2 separate regions of the Hordeum vulgare genome follow, and region 1 is linked to region 2. The links are chromatin contacts, called in public Hi-C maps. All regions are on one chromosome and are shown on one strand. The core of a region is the stretch at or near the end of the contact, and the rest is flanking DNA. Distances in the headings are between cores, read along the strand shown.

Region 1 (3,071 bases), core at 137-2,636, 150 kb after region 2:
TTACAGCATTCGTGCTTGCAGGTGATGTTTGACTGTGGTGCTGAAAGATGTGTTCCCTCCATGGTTGTGATCACCGATCATCTGTGCTTGCAATCAGTGTGCAGTTCGTCGACCATTCTGTATTCTGCAGTCTTCATAAAGGGCAAGGAAAAGCGGATGTCTGATTGTAGCAGAGTGGTAAAGCAGATGTCTGATGGCTATAAATTTTATCATGCTGTAGCTTATCAGGAAGCTACTGCATTGTATCGCGTGAAATGTGAAGTAAGGATTATGATAATGGATACATTTCCTCTTGGAGCCCTAATTGTTGTTATGTCTGATCGATAAATTACTTACCAGCAAGCTAACCTGCTCATGAATGCCCCTGGTTTCATCACTTTTAATGGGGTGACATGGCTCGCCATTATCAGGACAAAACAGATGATTGGATAGATTGCCAGCAGATTTGATCTTCACTGATAAAACATACAATTAGAATTCCAAGTTTAGGTTAGCACAAGGAGATTAACTTTTGTCATTCAATAAGAATGGAAAAACAAAAAATATGTCAGGAAAAATTGCGCATCCAGGGAATCGAACCCTGGTCAGTACCGTGGGAGGGTACTATGATACCACTACACCAGATGCGCTTTGTTGTGTTTCAGACCTTGATTACGTCTATTATACGTCTGTACTCTAAAATCCAGTGCACAACTGGCCTATTTTTTCAAAAAGGGATCCTTTATTATATTACTTAATATAAAGGGGACCACTGTCCTATGGTTCAAATTTATCTAAAAATTCTAATTAGTGGTCGGAGATATGAAGTTTCACTACAAACCTTTAGAAACGCCATGTAATTTCTAAAACCAATATCCAAACGAGTGCCGCAATGCAATACACTTTATATTTCGGATTTAAAAAAAAAAACCTATACACCTGATATCAGGGAACAGAGGTAGTATTACTTAAAGGGGCACAACTGTCCTATGGTTCAAATTAATCTAAAAATTCTAATTAGTGGTCGGAGACACCAAGTATCACTACAGACCTTTAAAAACGCCATGTAATTTCGAATAGAGCTACTATGGTACGCAGATCAAATGAGTTGTTGATGGCTGCATGCATCGATTGATGCGGAAGCCGGGGTCTAAGTTCCTCTTTTTCAAAAAAAATAAAATAAAAAAAATCAAATGAGCTGTTTCGTGAGAGCTCAAGCGTTGAAAATCTAGTGATGCAGTCAGGCCAAGGCCAAGAAGATCCCGGCACGTGTCGCATGGGCCCCATCCCATTCGGATAATGGGAGCCACCGTGGCGCCGAGGCCAGCCAATGGAAACGAAGCAAGCCTCACCCTATCCACACGCCCACCGCAAACCCCAGTTTCCCTCCACAGCATCCTCCACGATCAAAAACAAAACCATCACCCCCCATCCCCCGAGGCCACCACACACGCGCGCGCACACACCAGATTATTCCAAGAAGACCTCGGGAGGATCATGGCCGGCGTGAACACCAGCGTTGTCGGCCTCAAGCCCGCCGCGGCGGTGCCGCAGTCGGCCTCGCCCGCGGCGGCAAAGCGCGTGCAGGTCGCCCCGGCCAAGGACCGGCGGTCGGCGCTTCTCGGCCTGGCGGCCGTCTTCGCCGCCACCGCCGCCTCCGCCGCCTCCGCCAGGGCAAGCGTCTTCGACGAGTACCTCGAGAAGAGCAAGCTCAACAAGGTCCGCTTCCTTCTCTCCTCCTTCCCTGTATAAGTGGATCGATCGCCCGTGCTCGTTCTCTCACCGGAGTTTTTTTTATGGTTCTTGCGGCGGCGATGATCAGGAGCTGAACGACAAGAAGAGGGCGGCGACGAGCGGCGCCAACTTCGCGCGCGCCTACACCGTCCAGTTCGGCAGCTGCAAGTTCCCCTACAACTTCACCGGCTGCCAGGACCTCGCCAAGCAGAAGGTAACTCTCAACATCCATTTCTCTCCATGGCCGGCTCGGACGAGCTCTTAGTTAGGCTCTGGCTGACGATCATGCATGGGTGCCTTCTTGCGTGGCTGCAGAAAGTCCCGTTCATCACCGACGACCTCGAGATCGAGTGCGAGGGGAAGGAGAAGTTCAAGTGCGGGTCCAACGTCTTCTGGAAATGGTGAAGCTGGTCGATATGGCGAGTGCTGATGTATGTCAGTCAGGCTGTACCTAGATGTCCAAACTGCACAAGTGTTTCGGCTGTGAAGTCATCGTCTCTGTAATTTTATCATCAAGTGGAATCCTGTTTTTCACCTGTAATTGCACTAGTGGAAACCTGCATATATCCTGTCACATCCAGCACGCAAACATTCATTAGTTAGGATCTTTCAGGCAATCCCCGCAAAAAAAATAAAATAAAAAATCTTTCAGTTTCACGCAAGCTGCTTAGGCAAAGTCGAGATCAGTTGGGAAAACACACATTTTCTTCTTCTTCTGATTTCGCCATGATTCGTCAATCATAACACCTAAAGAAGTTATCATCGTAAGTTAAATTAGTGCATAGAACCGAGAAATATTAACTTTTAAAAAAAGAACCGAGAAATATTAACTTTTAAAAAAAGAACCGAGAAATATTCATGTTGTTGCAACTAAATAATTCTAAGCACATATTCAAACCAAGCTGGTTGGCGCACACATAGGTTAATTTTGTTTTTGATTATATACAAAGGAGCAATGGAAAAAAAACGAGAAAAAAAAATGCGCATCCAGGGAATCGAACCCTGGTCAGTACCGTGGGAGGGTACTATGATACCACTACACCAGATGCGCTTGTCTGGCATAGGGCCTTAATCATATTTAAATACTAGGTTATCTTCAAATTCATTGTTCAAACCCATATAGCCGATGCGTTAGTAATTTATACTCCCTCCGTGCCAAAAAATGTCGCAGATTTAGTATTAAATCAGGACAAATTTTATACTAGATGAGTGACACTTATTTTGAAATAGAGGGGGTACTAATTAGTTGTTGAAAGATAAAGAAGTTAGCCTTCAGGCTTTGTAGAAACTTCATCCAATTTAAAAAATAATACTAATATTATTATATAATGGACCTAGTATAGGGAGAACACCAGCAC
Region 2 (2,794 bases), core at 192-2,691:
ATGTCTTGTATTTGAGGGCCACTACTGACTCTTTATATACTGGAGGTGGAGCTGATGGCATGCATGAGGATCTAATAAAACCCAACATTAAGAGAAATACTCTGAGATAATGTAACAATATACTACTTAAATTATCTGAAATAAGAAATTAAAGGACAAACCAGCTGTTCCACTAATAGTTTGTTGTTTCCATCGTTGAAAAGCTAGAGAGAAGGCTTTGCTCTCAGCTTCTGTCCTAAGAACAACCTTAATTGCTCTTGAAAATAATTTCTGCCTCAAAGAACTGAGAGTTAACATGAAGGCATTTCATATGTACTAAAAGAAAGTTCCAATATACAGGGCCAGAAAATGTGATTAACAAATATTCATAGTAACTTCACCACTAACCCACGTCAAGGAAATTTAGTGAGGTGTTAAGAGGGTGGTAACAGAGAAGTGTTACACGGCAGGGGATCCATCTTTACACCAAACTAAGACAAAGTATTCAGAGTTTTATTAGGCTCTATTCCAGAATAGCTAGCACCACGGTCCTTTGCAAACAGAAAAAGGTGTTGAGATTTATTACTTTTTGTATAAAAAACTGAAGCTACATTAAAGTGCATTTAGAAGAATCATGCTTAGGTCATACTACAATTTCATCTACTATTGATTAAGTCACTATTCATATAAAACGTGCCAGAAATACTGTGTCACAAAATACAAAATGCCATACAATCTGCATTATCCGTGCCATGATACAGGACTAGTACTTTCAAAATTCACCAAACCACCACTGAGCATTTCTAGAGGAAATTAATTGATTCTCTACCTTGATATGATCCACCCTGCAATAACTAATCCTTAAGCAGAAAACTGGGCGAACCTAGCTCGACACATTTTCAACCGGGGTACACCGTACATCCAACAGAGGCACAAAGCTAACTAAAACCCAACGAAGCAACTGAGGAGTACCTCCTCCACGCCAGCCTTAGCCTCCGTCTCGCCGCTCACGCAGAGCCACTCCATCTGCCCCAGCTTGAATATCTGCGGAACCAGAAACATTACTCCTCCGGACCCACAGCAATGGCACGCGCCCCTCGAAACCACACGAATTCGAGCCCGGCCGCACCCGGACCACTCCCGCCGCTCCAGTTCCTCCCCGAATCACAGAGACCGCGGCGCATACCTGCGCGTCGGAGAGGTCGATCTGGAACGCCTGCTCCGCGCCGGGCCTGACGAGGCTGAGGCGCGCCGCCCCGGAGGCGGGGCCCAGGCCGAACACGGCCTTCCCGGCGGCCTCCTGCGAGGCGGCGGCGTTGACGTCGGAGAAGGAGACGTTGGGGAACATGTCCGCCGACGCCATTCCTGGATCCCGGCGCCGCCCGAGGTTCCGGGCGCCGCGGCGGGGGGATAGCTAGGGTTTTGGGGGCGGGGCGGGGCGGGAGGGTGGTGGCTCGCGTGGAGCTGGCTGCTGTTTGTACGCGTGGGGTGGGGGCGAGGGGAGCGCCTGGGCTTTTTTACGCCGCGTGCTCCTTTCTTTCCTCCCTCCTCTCGTTGCTCTGCGGATTTTAATTTCCGGCGGAGACGACGCCCCGCCGGTGCCACGGCGACGCGGCGAGTTCGAACTCGTTCGCGGAGCTTGTCGCTGACGAGTGGACCAGCTGTGCACTGCGAGGTTTGGGCCCGCTTGTTAGTGAGATGGAGAAGTTCTCGCTTGTGTGTGTAGCGGCGGTCTCGGTTAAAGCCGACGTGTACGGCTGTGACGTGAGGCTTTACTGCCGACTGGTGGGCGATGGGGAAATGCCGGCGCAGTGTTTTCCGGGGGCCACTGTTCAGTGAGTGAGTTGAGAGCAATGATGAGTTTGACATTGGACGCTCGGATCTGAGTACTACTAATATCAGTGCGAGTGGGCTTTCAAGCCTATTGGATTTGTTCGTTGGCAGGCCCACAGTTTTTTGTCGCATCGTTGTTTATTGTACACCGGAATGATTTAAAAGAACCTAAAAAAAGTTTTAAAAAATCAGTACACCGGGAAACGTGGGTTTTCTCTCAAACAAAATGTGAATGCTCCATGCCACGTGTTATGAAAATGTACCGGATCTGGCCTGTAGGCTTTCAGACTAGAAAGTCAGTGCGAGTGGGCCTTTAGGTCTGTTGGATTTGTTCATTAGCAGGCCCAACTATTTTGGATCAGGTTGTTATTTCACCTATTTTTGTTATCGATAATGATTATGAATTTTCTGTCGATCCCGAGATAATTCCTTTGGTTGAATCTCATTCTTTTTATGGCTATGAAAATGAAACTGTTGTGGCACATATCACTAAGCTAAATGATATAGCCATCCTATTTATCAAGGATGAGAAAAATCGCTACTACTATATGCTTAAATTATTTTCGTTCTCATTAAATGGTAATGCTAAGATTTGGTACAATACTCTTTCTCCTGGTTGTATGCGTAGTCCCCGGGATATGATCTACTATTCCGCTGAAAAATATTTTCCTTCTGATAAGCAACAAGGTGTCTTACAGAAAATATTTAACTTTGTGCAAATTGAAGAAGAGGGTCTCCCACAAGCTTGGAGGAGGCTTCTCCAATTACTTAATGCTTTGCCTGATCATCCTCTTAAGAAAAAATGAAATAGTTGTGTTGGTTGTGTTTTGAGGGAACGAACTGTCGAACAAGTTGGGAAATTATTGATTAATATATCGAAGAATTGTGATGAATGGACACTTCCTGAACCACCACCTAAGCCTACCCCAAAGAAGAGAGGTGTATTTTTCCTTAGTCATGAAACTATGCAAGAGGCGAAGAA

What was found. A called contact is a pair of places that touch in the nucleus more often than the background predicts.
Region 1: a Hi-C map of seedling shows a contact between it and region 2, with 2.6 times the contacts expected there. The contact joins the promoter of LOC123424775 here to the promoter of LOC123424773 in region 2. A contact is called at or near these places in 2 of 6 Hi-C or Micro-C datasets (leaf and seedling).

What each region holds. Positions count from the first base shown.
Region 1 is chr2H:45,010,012-45,013,082 of MorexV3_pseudomolecules_assembly, forward strand. It overlaps LOC123424775 (photosystem I reaction center subunit N, chloroplastic), which reads left to right and starts at 1,387. Exons shown (of 3, transcript XM_045108465.1): 1 at 1,387-1,698; 2 at 1,802-1,927; 3 at 2,029-2,287. The coding sequence starts at 1,477. The coding sequence ends at 2,118. It overlaps LOC123424774 (60S ribosome subunit biogenesis protein NIP7 homolog), which reads left to right. Exons shown (of 2, transcript XM_045108464.1): 2 at 7-304. TRNAG-CCC (a tRNA gene) reads right to left here and starts at 629; the gene lies at 559-629. TRNAG-CCC (a tRNA gene) reads right to left here and starts at 2,764; the gene lies at 2,694-2,764.
Region 2 is chr2H:44,861,339-44,864,132 of MorexV3_pseudomolecules_assembly, forward strand. It overlaps LOC123424773 (probable histone-arginine methyltransferase CARM1), which reads right to left and starts at 1,442. Exons shown (of 15, transcript XM_045108462.1): 1 at 1,166-1,442; 2 at 952-1,023; 3 at 162-270. The coding sequence starts at 1,342.